Linked DNA regions of Mus musculus: region 2 is linked to region 1. A link is a contact called in public HiChIP or PLAC-seq data. All regions are on one chromosome and are shown on one strand. Each heading gives the region's core, a stretch centred on a gene start, on an enhancer-like site or on the middle of the called end of the contact. The rest is flanking DNA. Distances are from core to core; before and after follow the strand shown.

What was found. HiChIP or PLAC-seq counts read pairs in DNA pulled down with a chosen protein or histone mark.
Region 2: a contact with region 1 is called in a FOXA1 HiChIP or PLAC-seq map of pancreatic cancer cells. The contact joins two enhancer-like sites.

Annotation. Positions count from the first base shown.
Region 1 is chr2:124,118,342-124,123,905 of GRCm38.p6, forward strand. It overlaps 4930517E11Rik (RIKEN cDNA 4930517E11 gene), which reads right to left. Exons shown (of 3, transcript NR_040611.1): 3 at 5,295-5,564. It also overlaps a transcript of Sema6d not described here. Among named protein-coding and RNA genes, the nearest start is that of 4930517E11Rik, 8.8 kb to the right of the region's middle. Within about 2 kb of position 3,385, at least 7 of the 459 cell types and tissues checked have an H3K27ac peak or open chromatin away from gene starts, as enhancers often do. A contact at or near this core is called in pancreatic cancer cells, where this site is marked.
Region 2 is chr2:124,853,655-124,859,218 of GRCm38.p6, forward strand. No RefSeq gene overlaps it. Among named protein-coding and RNA genes, the nearest start is that of Gm39920, 62 kb to the left of the region's middle. Within about 2 kb of position 2,312, at least 25 of the 459 cell types and tissues checked have an H3K27ac peak or open chromatin away from gene starts, as enhancers often do. A contact at or near this core is called in pancreatic cancer cells, where this site is marked.

The sequences.
Region 1 (5,564 bases), core at 2,135-4,634:
TGGTGTACTAAATCCAGGACCCACTCAGCTAGGATTCGGTTAGGGCTCAATTGGAGAAGGTGAGAGAATGGGTGGCTGTTAGTGGGTTAGGACAATGTTGAAAGCAGCCTGTGAAGGTGCAGAACAGAACCTTTCATGGAAAAGAAGTAAAGGTCGCCGAGCCACATCTGAAGGTCGGGACACCATGCAGTATTGCCAGCAGCAGGCAGAATGATTGTTTAACTGAGGGCCCCAAATGTAAGCAGGCTGTTTTGAAAGGCACTGTGTTTGGAGTACACATAATGAGGGAATTTGGCATCTGTTCTTGTCTGGCTTCTTTACTTATGAGGAGGAGAATAGAATTGTTAAAGGAAGATGACGCGCCAGCACCTCTCACCGGATTCTGTGGTCTGTCAGCTCTGATACACATGGCTATGTTTACATGAAGGTTCATCCTGAGGAAAGCTGCAGCCTTTTATGGTCCAGTTTGCATAAGTAAACTGCACGAGAAGATATACACTTCTTAGTTCTCTCAGGACAGTCTTCTGAGTAAGTTTTCAAAAATGGCTCACGAGCACAGAGACCCCATCAGACCTGACTGCTGGAGGGAAGAGAGGTTCGGCTAATGTGGTGTCATCTTCCCATTGAGTTTGTTCTACCTTTGCTGACAGTTACATGGATTTAAAAGCCCATTAGAGACGCCCGTGCTCTGTCTGTGAGCAGTGCAAACACACCAGCTGATGACTGCTCAATAAACAGATTAAGTTTCATTTTAGACAGGAATAGGATTTCACTTATTTAGAAGCTAATTATAAATTGGAACCATATTCCTTTTGATGGACAATTCAATTGCATTTAAATTCAAATTAACATCTGCTGTTTATATTTTATATTGTGCAATCTACCTGGATTTAGACAGAGCTATTCAAGAGCTGTGGCTATAGCATCTTTGTTCTCTGAAGTGTTTTAAAGGAAAAAAGAACATTCTCTGAACCCTTGTTATTGCAACCAGCATGTAGCTGTCCTTGAACATTAAAGGATGCTCTTCTTGCTTGAGACACACGTGAAAGGGGGTTGTGCAAACTAGCACAAACACAGTTTACTACAAAGGTGGCTGTTTGAAAAGTTGAGAATTTTTCAAATAATAAATATATTTTCAATGACAAACACACAGAAGCTGTCCTTATATCTTTATCAGATATTTTCTTACTAAGAATTTAGTAGATATAGATAAATATGTATACATATGCATAAACACGTTTAAATTATCTGTATGAATGAACTTTACCCATACTTAATATAAATAAGTAATGTTCAAGACAGTCATTTATCTATGAGAACATGGATGTATTTATCTGTAATTAGTTGCACAAGATTTTATGACTGATCAAAAATAACTAATTGTAGCTTGGCTTTTGTATATTTTGCTTTTTCCTAAACAAATCTCATTTACCTACAGAAAACCATGATCTTGTGGATTACAAGGAGTTGCTTAAGCATGTCATCAATGCTTGAAGACTGCTTGTAAGGTACAATGACTGACAGAAAGGTTGATGCCCAAGGACCACTACAAAGCCTTTTGTCAACTTAGAAATGTTATTGTTTTAAAATAGTGAATCATAGACCTGCCATTCTCCCCACAGTATTCAGGCTAACTTTATAAAAAGACAGCAATTCTTATGTCATGATATACTGTCAGAAATTAGTTTTGATGTTTAATTTATAGCTGTTACTATTAGTCATTCCGTTTTTTAATTGATTATTTTATTCGTTTACGTTTCAAATGTTATCCCACTTCCCGGTTTCCCCTCCACAAACCCCTTATCCCATGCCCCCTTCCCCTGCTTCTGTAGGGTTGCTCTCTGACCCACTCACTCATCTCCCCATATCGCCCTAGCATTTCCTTGGGCTGGGGCATCAAGCTTTCACAAGACCAAGGGCCTCCCCTCCCACAGATATCAGATAAAGCCATCCTCTGCTACATATGCAGCTAGAGCCATTGGTCCCTCCATGTATATTCTTTGGTTAGTTGTTTATTCCTTGGGAGCTCTGAGGGGGTCTGGTTGATTGATATTCTTGTTCTTCCTATGAGGTTGCAAACCCCTTCAGCTCCTTCAGTCCTTGCCCTAACTCCTCCACTGGGCTTCCCATGTTCAGGCTGACTGTTGGCTGCAAGCATCTGCATCTCTGTTGGTCAGGCACTGGCAGAGCCACTCACGGGGCAGCTATATCAGGCTCCTGTCAGCAAGTACTTCTTGGCATCAGCAATAGTGGCTGCATATGGGATGAATCCCCACTGGGCCTAGTAAATGTGAGCTGTTAGAAAGGAACTCAGACAGGGTACATTGTTCCAAATCCCTCAAAGCCTCCTTATCCAGCATCTAAATTTTCCAGTAAGTAAGTATTACACATTCTCTAACAGACCATATCCTCACTAGAATCAATAAAGGAACTTTAGTTTTTTCTATTGATGCTCAGTAGGTTCCATGAAAGTTCCAATGAAGAGATGGAGGTAGACTGAAGACTCTCTTAAAGCTGGCTGAGTCAATGACTCACAATGGGGCATCTGTTTAATTAATGGTAACCTAGAGCACTGTCCTTAGTCTTATTGTATTGGGGATAGGACATCTCAGATCATAGAACTGTCTCTGGAGAATAATTCAAATTGGCAAAGAACCCAAAGCAAACACGCACACAAGCACACAATTCTGAGAGGTTAAAGTTGGTCTTCTGGCTTATTCGTGGTGGTAGTAATAATACTTTGTAAGAGGAAATTTACTGGTTCCTATGGCAGGATATTCCAATAGCACAGACTGGATGTAAGACAACTTAAGAGGAAGTCTATGACATTGAAAACAAAGAAGCAGTAACTTGGTTAAAAATTATGTCCTAACAGTAGGGAGGGATTTAATGTCCATGCAAAGTGAGATCTAATTCTTTGATGTTCAAAGGGCTTGTGCAAAGCAGTAAGAAAAGCAAACCAAAAGATTAAAAGGACAAAAGATAAATATCTGAAAAATAAAAATAATTCTTGGGTAAACAAGCTCAAATAAAATTGACAAATATTACCTGAAATTTACATTTGTTCCAGTGGTTGGGAAGCTTAAAAAATATGATAGCATTTAGCACTGGCAAGGATATGGAGAAAGAGTTACACAGGTCTGGAAATACGTACGTCACCCCAAACTCCTATGTTGGAACCCTGATTCTAAGATTGTAATGGTGTCAGCAAATGGAGACTTGGAGTGTGGTGTGGTCATGAGATTCTTCATGAATGGGGTTAACATCCTATAAAAGAAGCACAAGATACATCCTGTTAGGGAGAGAAGGCAGTGAGGACAAGTTTATATTTATACAACATGCCATTGATGTTGGTACCCATTATGAGCTGACTAAAATGGCTGCGACTGGACATTATAGTGTTGTGAGTCAGATGGATGTCTTGGGAGCCACAAAGTAAACAGTGAAGTCATCATTTATGTAATTATTTTTGGCAGAGTACCATTTTAGTTAAATTCTGTACAAATATGGCTTTGAGGTCGGTGGCTTGAGCCCTTCCCATCCTTCTTTGCCAGCCTGCCTTGTATATCTACTTGTAGGTCTGTGTGCCTACCTCCATGTAGCCTGTGTGAGGGTCTCTGTGTGTATCTGTGTGTATGTGTTTGCCTGCCAGTGGCATCCTGCCTAGTGCTCCTCTCCTGGTATGAATACAATTTTTCTTATCTCCATACAACTCCTCTCCATCTTTTTAACCTTTCAGTCTCCTGTGGCCATCTTTCTGTCCTGGCATTCGAGCATGGATCTCACAAAACTTTGGACCATGTTACTATCTAGAATCCAGAAAACACTGCATAGGATCTGTAAAGAAGCATTGGATTGCTGGTAATATGGCGATGGATTTTTCCAAGCTGTAGAACACTGACAGATACATTCCTATTGTGGATAAGCCTGCAGTTTGTGGTATCTTATTATAACACCTTGAATAACCTCAGCCATCTCAGACAGTATGGTAGAAGCAGTAATATACTGCAAAATTTGAAAGGAAATTTGTCATAACTAAAATTCTTGTACTTTAATTAGTGTAATCTATAGCATATTTGACACCTTTACCTTCTATGAGACATGTTAAAATATGCTTGCACAAGAAGATGCATTGAGGAAATGTATCTTAAAAAAGAAAATCATAGGAAAACCACTGCAATGGAACCATAAGAAAATGGATTTAATGTATTGAACAAAATACTTTTCACCTGTAATCACAGCAGTAAGGAGGCTGAAGCAGAAGAATCCTAAGTTAGAAGCATAAAGCAGGTTTAAGGTCTCCACTAGGCTATATAGAGACTATGTCTTAAAATGCTAAATAAAATAAAATAAATAAGCGAGAGATAATAGAGATGTTACTGGTTAAAATATGAACTGTATGTGTATTATATGTGAGGATTGTGTGTGTGTGTGTGTGTGTGTGTGTGTGTGTACATGTATGTTTTCTTTAAGCGTATATGATAGTCCTGTGAAATGTACTATGACCTCGTTTGGTTTGACTGTGAAGTTTTTCCCCTGGACCCTAGAGGGAAAATATCTCAGTTGGTCCTAACATGAGTCAATATACTCCCATGATACTGCTCGAGGATCTAACCACTGTCTAGAAAATTGTTTCCAGAAAGCGACTCACAAACTAAACTTTGAAACCCAATCTCTTGTAGTTAGAGGCTTCCTGGAGTGATGAATAGCATCAAACAAAGATGCGCCATTTCTCCATTTTGCTTATGACTCCACTGATGTTTCTGCTGCCTCCAGAGACTGATGGAACACTTGATATGCTCCAATCAGTTTAAGCTGTGTAATAGGCAAAGCCACAGAGTCCTGGAGATTTTGCTTTGTGTTGAACACAGGAAGCTGAAACTGTGAACGCATTGAACCTTGTTACAGGCTGGACACTGTCCCAATTCTTTACTAACCTATTTGATCCTCAAAATAACTCAGTAAAACAAATAATTTATTCTCTGTCTCATAAAACAGGAACTAGAACCAGAGATTTTAAAGCAAGACTGGCAGGGATGTGTTCTCATCATGTAAGAGTCAAAGTTCAAATCCAAGTCTATGTGCCACCCACATTCCTGACTGTTCTACCCTGCTGCATGCTGCAGGACTATGGGTACTGAACTGACTGTGGCATGAAGTGAATGAAGAAAAGGCAACACACACACACACACACACACACACACACACACACACACACACACAGAGACACACACACACACAGAAAACCTGAGATCAGGTGGACGGTTCTCTCTGATGGAGAAACCTCCGCACCTAGGAATTTCAGAATATTTATTGTATACAGTTGAACAGGGAGGTGGGATTATTACATACATATAAACATGGAGGAAAGGTTATTATATTCAGCTGAAATTGAGAAAATTTTGATGGGATCTTTCACTGTAAGGAAACAGTATATACACCATAAGTATTCGGTATTCAGGGAGAAAGCTAAAGAGGGCCAATATTTACAGACCAAGGAAGGTTTTGCCATATCTCTGAGCTGCCATGGTTGATGAGCAGTCACAACTCTGGGGGAGCTGGGT
Region 2 (5,564 bases), core at 1,062-3,561, 730 kb after region 1:
GCCCACTGCAGCATGGGTGACAACTCACAAAGTGGAGATATGGAGCACACTGCACAGCCTGCAGGCAGCAACATTTGAGAAGGTGTCCTTTCTACATGCCTCAGTTGGTCTAAACCTCTTCCAGTAGCTTGGTTGGTTTCTGCTTTTTCCAGGCATCTAGTCTGGTCTGAGAATCTTCTTTGCAGCTCAGCTTCCTCTCTGAGAGGAGACTCTTGGCTTTTGTTGCTTATTCTGCCAGGGAGGGACCTAGTGATTCTGATCAGTTTCAGGAACTTTCTGAAGCTACTTTGAGATGTTGACTTTCCTGCTTAAGGAGTTTATCTACAGGGTGGAATATTCCAGTCTTCAAGGAAACTGTTTCACAATTGGAGGCATTTGGTAGTTTTTGAGGTTCAGTACCTGCAGTAGCTAGAAGCCAGCAAAGCTGGTGGACACATTCAATGCATGGGGCAGCCTCCATCGTGAAAATGATTTGACTCAACTCAGAGCTGCTGAGAAAAACTGATTTCAGTCCATGTCCAAACAATGTACTTAAAATACATTTCCCGTCTTTCGTAACTGGATTTTTTTTGTTTGTTTTGTTTTGTTTTGTTTTGTTTTTGTTTTTTCTGTTCCAAATAAAATGGGGCACTTGGGGCTCCAATTCCTTGTCTTATGTCTTCCTAAATCTTCCACTTTTTCTTTTCTGTTCTGCCACTACCGTCTCCATGCTTACACTGTCTGGAGTGGGCACACCGCAGGACAAAGTGAGCTTGGGCTTCATCTTTAAGCTGCCTCTGTCATCACTAGCCTATAGCACAGCCTTTGCAGTCCTCTGGCCCATCTCCTCACTTGGGAATGATGGCACTGGGCTGTATAATTCCATAGATCACCATTAATGGGCTGCTTTCTCCTGTCCCTCAGAAGGAAGATGCAATTCCAGTCAGAAAGACAACCCCTGAAAGGCCAGTCTTTGCTCAGTGCTGGGTAATCAGAGTTGTGACTACAGTACACTAGGGTAGATGCAAGAGCCAAGTCCTGTGGGGAGAAAGCAGGCTTGGTACCCACTAGCAGGTAAGACAAATTAAAGACAGGAAAGCGGCTCCTCTCCAGATGAAATGGAGTTTCTTGGCAAGTTTCCAGAGTTCTCAGGTTGAAAGATTCTCCTTGTTGGGCAGAGCAGACTCTAAAGGGTTTATTTAGGCTTAGGATGTTTCTGACAGGAATCCTTTCTCCTTCTCTCTCTTTCTATTGGTCTAAAGAAGTCTATTGAAGGGACTCTGGTCAGTCAAGTGTGGCCAGCATGACTCTGGCAACCTTGCCCTTCCCTCCCATAACCTCTGCCTTACTAAAAATCATTAGATTACATGCCTGAAGCTAGCCCCAAGGTCCTTTCCCTTTTGGCTACTTCCTTCTCTTGAGGCTGACTACCAATGTCCAGCTATCAAAGTATGGAAGTCAAGAAATCAAAAGCCTCCTTTGGCCCATCTAGTTAACACGCCCAGTTAAAATTAAATACCTCATCCTAACATGGGGTTTCCCTTTTTACCTTTATAAGTAGCCATTTGACTATGTACCACATCTGTCACCTGTCTATCCAGAAGCAAACCTTTGTACTCTGGGACAAATACCCCTCTTCCCTCTCCCTTACGCCCTGCCCCTTTTCTCTCTTCCTCTATTTCCTATCTTTGTCCCTTAACCCTGCTCTCTGTCCCTCTGGGGCAGATAAAATCCCCTTTGTGTTAAGAACTTGGTATTGGGGTACCTGAGTCTATACTTTCCCTTTTGTCTATGTATCCTTTCTATAGCAGCATGAGTCTCGGTCTCAGTCTATTTGCATGGAAATAACTCAGTTGTTGTAGTCTAAGGTAACAGAGGCCACCTAAGCAGTCTCTGCTCTTTGTAATGTAGTAAGAGTGAGAGAGACTCTACATATAAAGGGAGGGAGCCTATATCACAGGGGTGAAATGAAAACTTACTGCATGGAAGGTATCCATAAAGAAATGGAAACTTACTGCAGTCTAGCACTCAAACTGGGTTTACTATATTCCCCCTTCTCTCATCCTAGAGACCCACAACCGTGAGTTGAGAAAAACAGGGTGAGGCAAAACCTAGAACAGGGTGAACACTCCATAGCATCCATAGTTCACAAGCAGAGAAAGGATGAGCCAAGTGAGAGTGGTCTACGCCATCCTTGTCAAATGGAAAGCACCAGGATTATATGACATCTAGCAAGACTCTAGGATCACCCTGCATGCTCCTAGAGCAGCCCAGGGTGTCAGGGTGGAGGTGCTCTCAGTTTTATCTGATAACATTACGAATAGTGAACACACACACAGTCAGAATCCTGTCTGACTCAACACCTCTCACAAGCTAAGCCCTGCCCCCATTTCCCATTCCTATGTTCCACGCCCATTCCTAGTGCCCACTCATGATCCCCACAGAACAGGAGGCCTACTGACTTCTAACCATGTCTCTGCTACTACCCAGAGGATGAAGAAACTCCTCATGGCTTCTCTACCCCATGCTTGTCTCAGCACCTTTGTTTCAGGAGCTTAGCTTAGAGCACAACACACAGCTGGGATTTGTTTAGAGTGTGAACCTGACACGAACGCTGACAAAACAGCAAAAAATACAAATAGGGCATTTTTCTGAACCACTGAAGAGTGAGGACAAAACTACATTCATTCCTCTGGGTGCCAGAGCCTTCCCCCCATGCAGCCCAGCATAGCATCCAGAAGGAAAAACAACACTGGCATGTGACTACCATCTCCTTCTCACTGACGACTCACATTGTGTCACAGCAATGTTGTGTAGCAAAATAACACAGTCTAAACAAACAAATCCCACCTAGCAGCAGGCTGTTGCCCTGCTCATAACTTGGCCATGTTAAGAAGTGAGTCCTCTCTCTGTTGTCATCTTGTAATTTGCCACAATTGTATTCTGACTGTGTTTTTTGGGCAGGAAGACCACACAAGCACACTGTGGTGCCCCGGTATTCCGCAAGGCAGTTCATGATTTTGTTCTATTGTGAAGATGCTCACATCCACCAGCTGGTTAGCCTGGTGACTACCACCTTCTCTGCCATAGTTGTCTTTATTTGCTTTACATAAGTATTTTTAGGGAGATATTTTGAAATTTGATAAATTTTCCATTAACTTATTCATTTGTGTATTGATCTCAGCGTGGTCATCTGTTTTAGTCTGTGGCTCCTAGTTTGTTATTATAACTGTTTTGATATATTGTCCAAGAATCAGTCAGTGGGAGCCCCTCAGATTAATTTGTGTCTTTTTGGCTTGTTCCCAATCATATACCTTGTTTATTGGATATATCTTTACTTTCTAATACAAGTGATTGCTTCAGAATTATCTGTGTTTTATTTTGCCTCATCTCTGGGATTTCTCACTGGTTTATTTTGAATAATAGCAACATATAGTTATCAAGGGATGAATATCCTTCTTGCTATTGGGCTATTATTGCTCCCAGACTGTCTATGTATAGGATATATTATATCAATAGATAAATGATAGATAGATGATAGATAGGTAGATAGATAGATAGATAGATAGATAGATAGTAGATAGATAGATGATAGGTAGATAGGTAGGTAGATAGATAGATAGATAGATAGATAGATAGATAGATAGTAGATAGATAGATGATAGATAGGTAGATAGGTAGGTAGGTAGGTAGGTAGATAGATAGATAGATAGATAGTAGATAGATAGATAGTAGATAGATAGATAGATAGATAGATAGTAGATAGATAGATAGATAGATAGTAGATAGATAGATAGATAGATAGATAGATAGTAGATAGATAGATAGATAGATAGATAGATAGATAGATAGATAGATACAGACAGACAGACAGACAGACAGACAGACAGATAGACAGATAGACAGATAGACAGATAGACAGATAGACAGATAGATAGATAGTAGATAGATAGATAGATAGACAGACAGACAGACAGACAGATAGACAGATAGACAGATAGACAGATAGACAGACAGACAGACAGACAGACAGACAGACAGACAGATAGATAGTAGATAGATAGACAGACAGACAGATAGATAGATAGATAAACAGACGGATAGATAGATAGATAGATAGATAGTAGATAGATAGATAGAAAGAAGACAGACAGACAGACAGATAGATAGACAGACAGACAGACAGATAGTAGATAGATAGATAGATAGACAGACAGACAGACAGACAGACAGATAGTAGATAGATAGACAGACAGACAGACAGACAGACAGACAGTAGATAGATAGATAGATAGATAGATAGATAGATAGATAGATAGATAGATAGACAGACAGATAGATAGACAGATAGATAGACAGATAGATAACTGGAATGTATAGAAACACTGAGGTCAGAGAGGCAGATCCCCCATGTGGCCTGTGGTAGGGACAACTCTTGGAGCTGAAGTGCCCCATCCTTGGTGACTTTGGGGTGCAGTCTGTTCTTTGTCTTGAGGCTGTATGACCTATAGCTCAGTCCTTGTCACAAAGAAAGAAATCAAACCCTAGAGTGGGGAGCCTGTGTGAGCCACGGTCTACATGGGGCAGAGGTTGATTGAAGGCACAGGGAAGCAGAAATAGACGCAAGGTCATATCTCTGTTAGTCCTGCCTCCAAGTGTCGGAGTCTTTCCAAAATCTCAAGTCCCAAAGGCATGTGCCCACCTGTGTCTCTTCCAAGAGATCTGATTGTTGGGACCAGAATGCATGACTAACACCAGTCACCCTGGGGGATCTGTCTAATGAGATCTATCCTCTATCTACCCAGCTATGTATCTACCTACCTAATTTTCTCTCTTTTCACATTTGTACTTCCCTTCCCTGACAATGAGAAGCCTGACTCCCATTATCTTAAAATGTTTCCTTGTCTGCTCAACATCCCAGGAGGCACCCCACATCCTGTGGCTGACTCACACATCCCTCACCTCCCGCCTCCTCTGGCAGGCTGCCCTCTCCCAAGGTTTTCTGAATTGTTCAGAAAAGGAAGGGATAGGGATATCCCAGGAAGGAAGGACAGGAAAGGGAAGGGTGGGGCATAAAAGGAGAAGGAAGTACCTCTGCCCTTTTGATTATGTAAAATAAGAATGTTTCAGTGCGCATTCCCAGCTTAGTCAGTGCTGTAAGCATGTTAGTCAGAGACACATGGACCTATGCCAAGGGGAAACTGATATAACCATTGGAGGGCACCCTCGTTTCAAGCCTTGGGGCATTGCAAAGAAGCCACTGCTTTGGTCAAGCTTTCTGGCATAACTGTAGCCTCCTCCATAGCAATCTCTGGATACTTGTAACCAGGAAAATAGAGCCTAAGATGTGACTTATACCTTAGGGCGTCTAAGAAAGAGACTGAGCTGCTGTGTTTAGTACCCACAGATGTGAAGGGTGATCACAGAATTCCTGGGGAAAGACGGATGCTCCACCTGATGCCCAGGATGCCTGCTATTTATCTGCACAAGTGCTCTCAAGGGTGTGTGTGCACTCATAGGAGACGCCACCTGCTTTGACAAAGGGCTACCCGTGGGTAGGTTGTTTGTGTCTGTGGCAGTGGGTA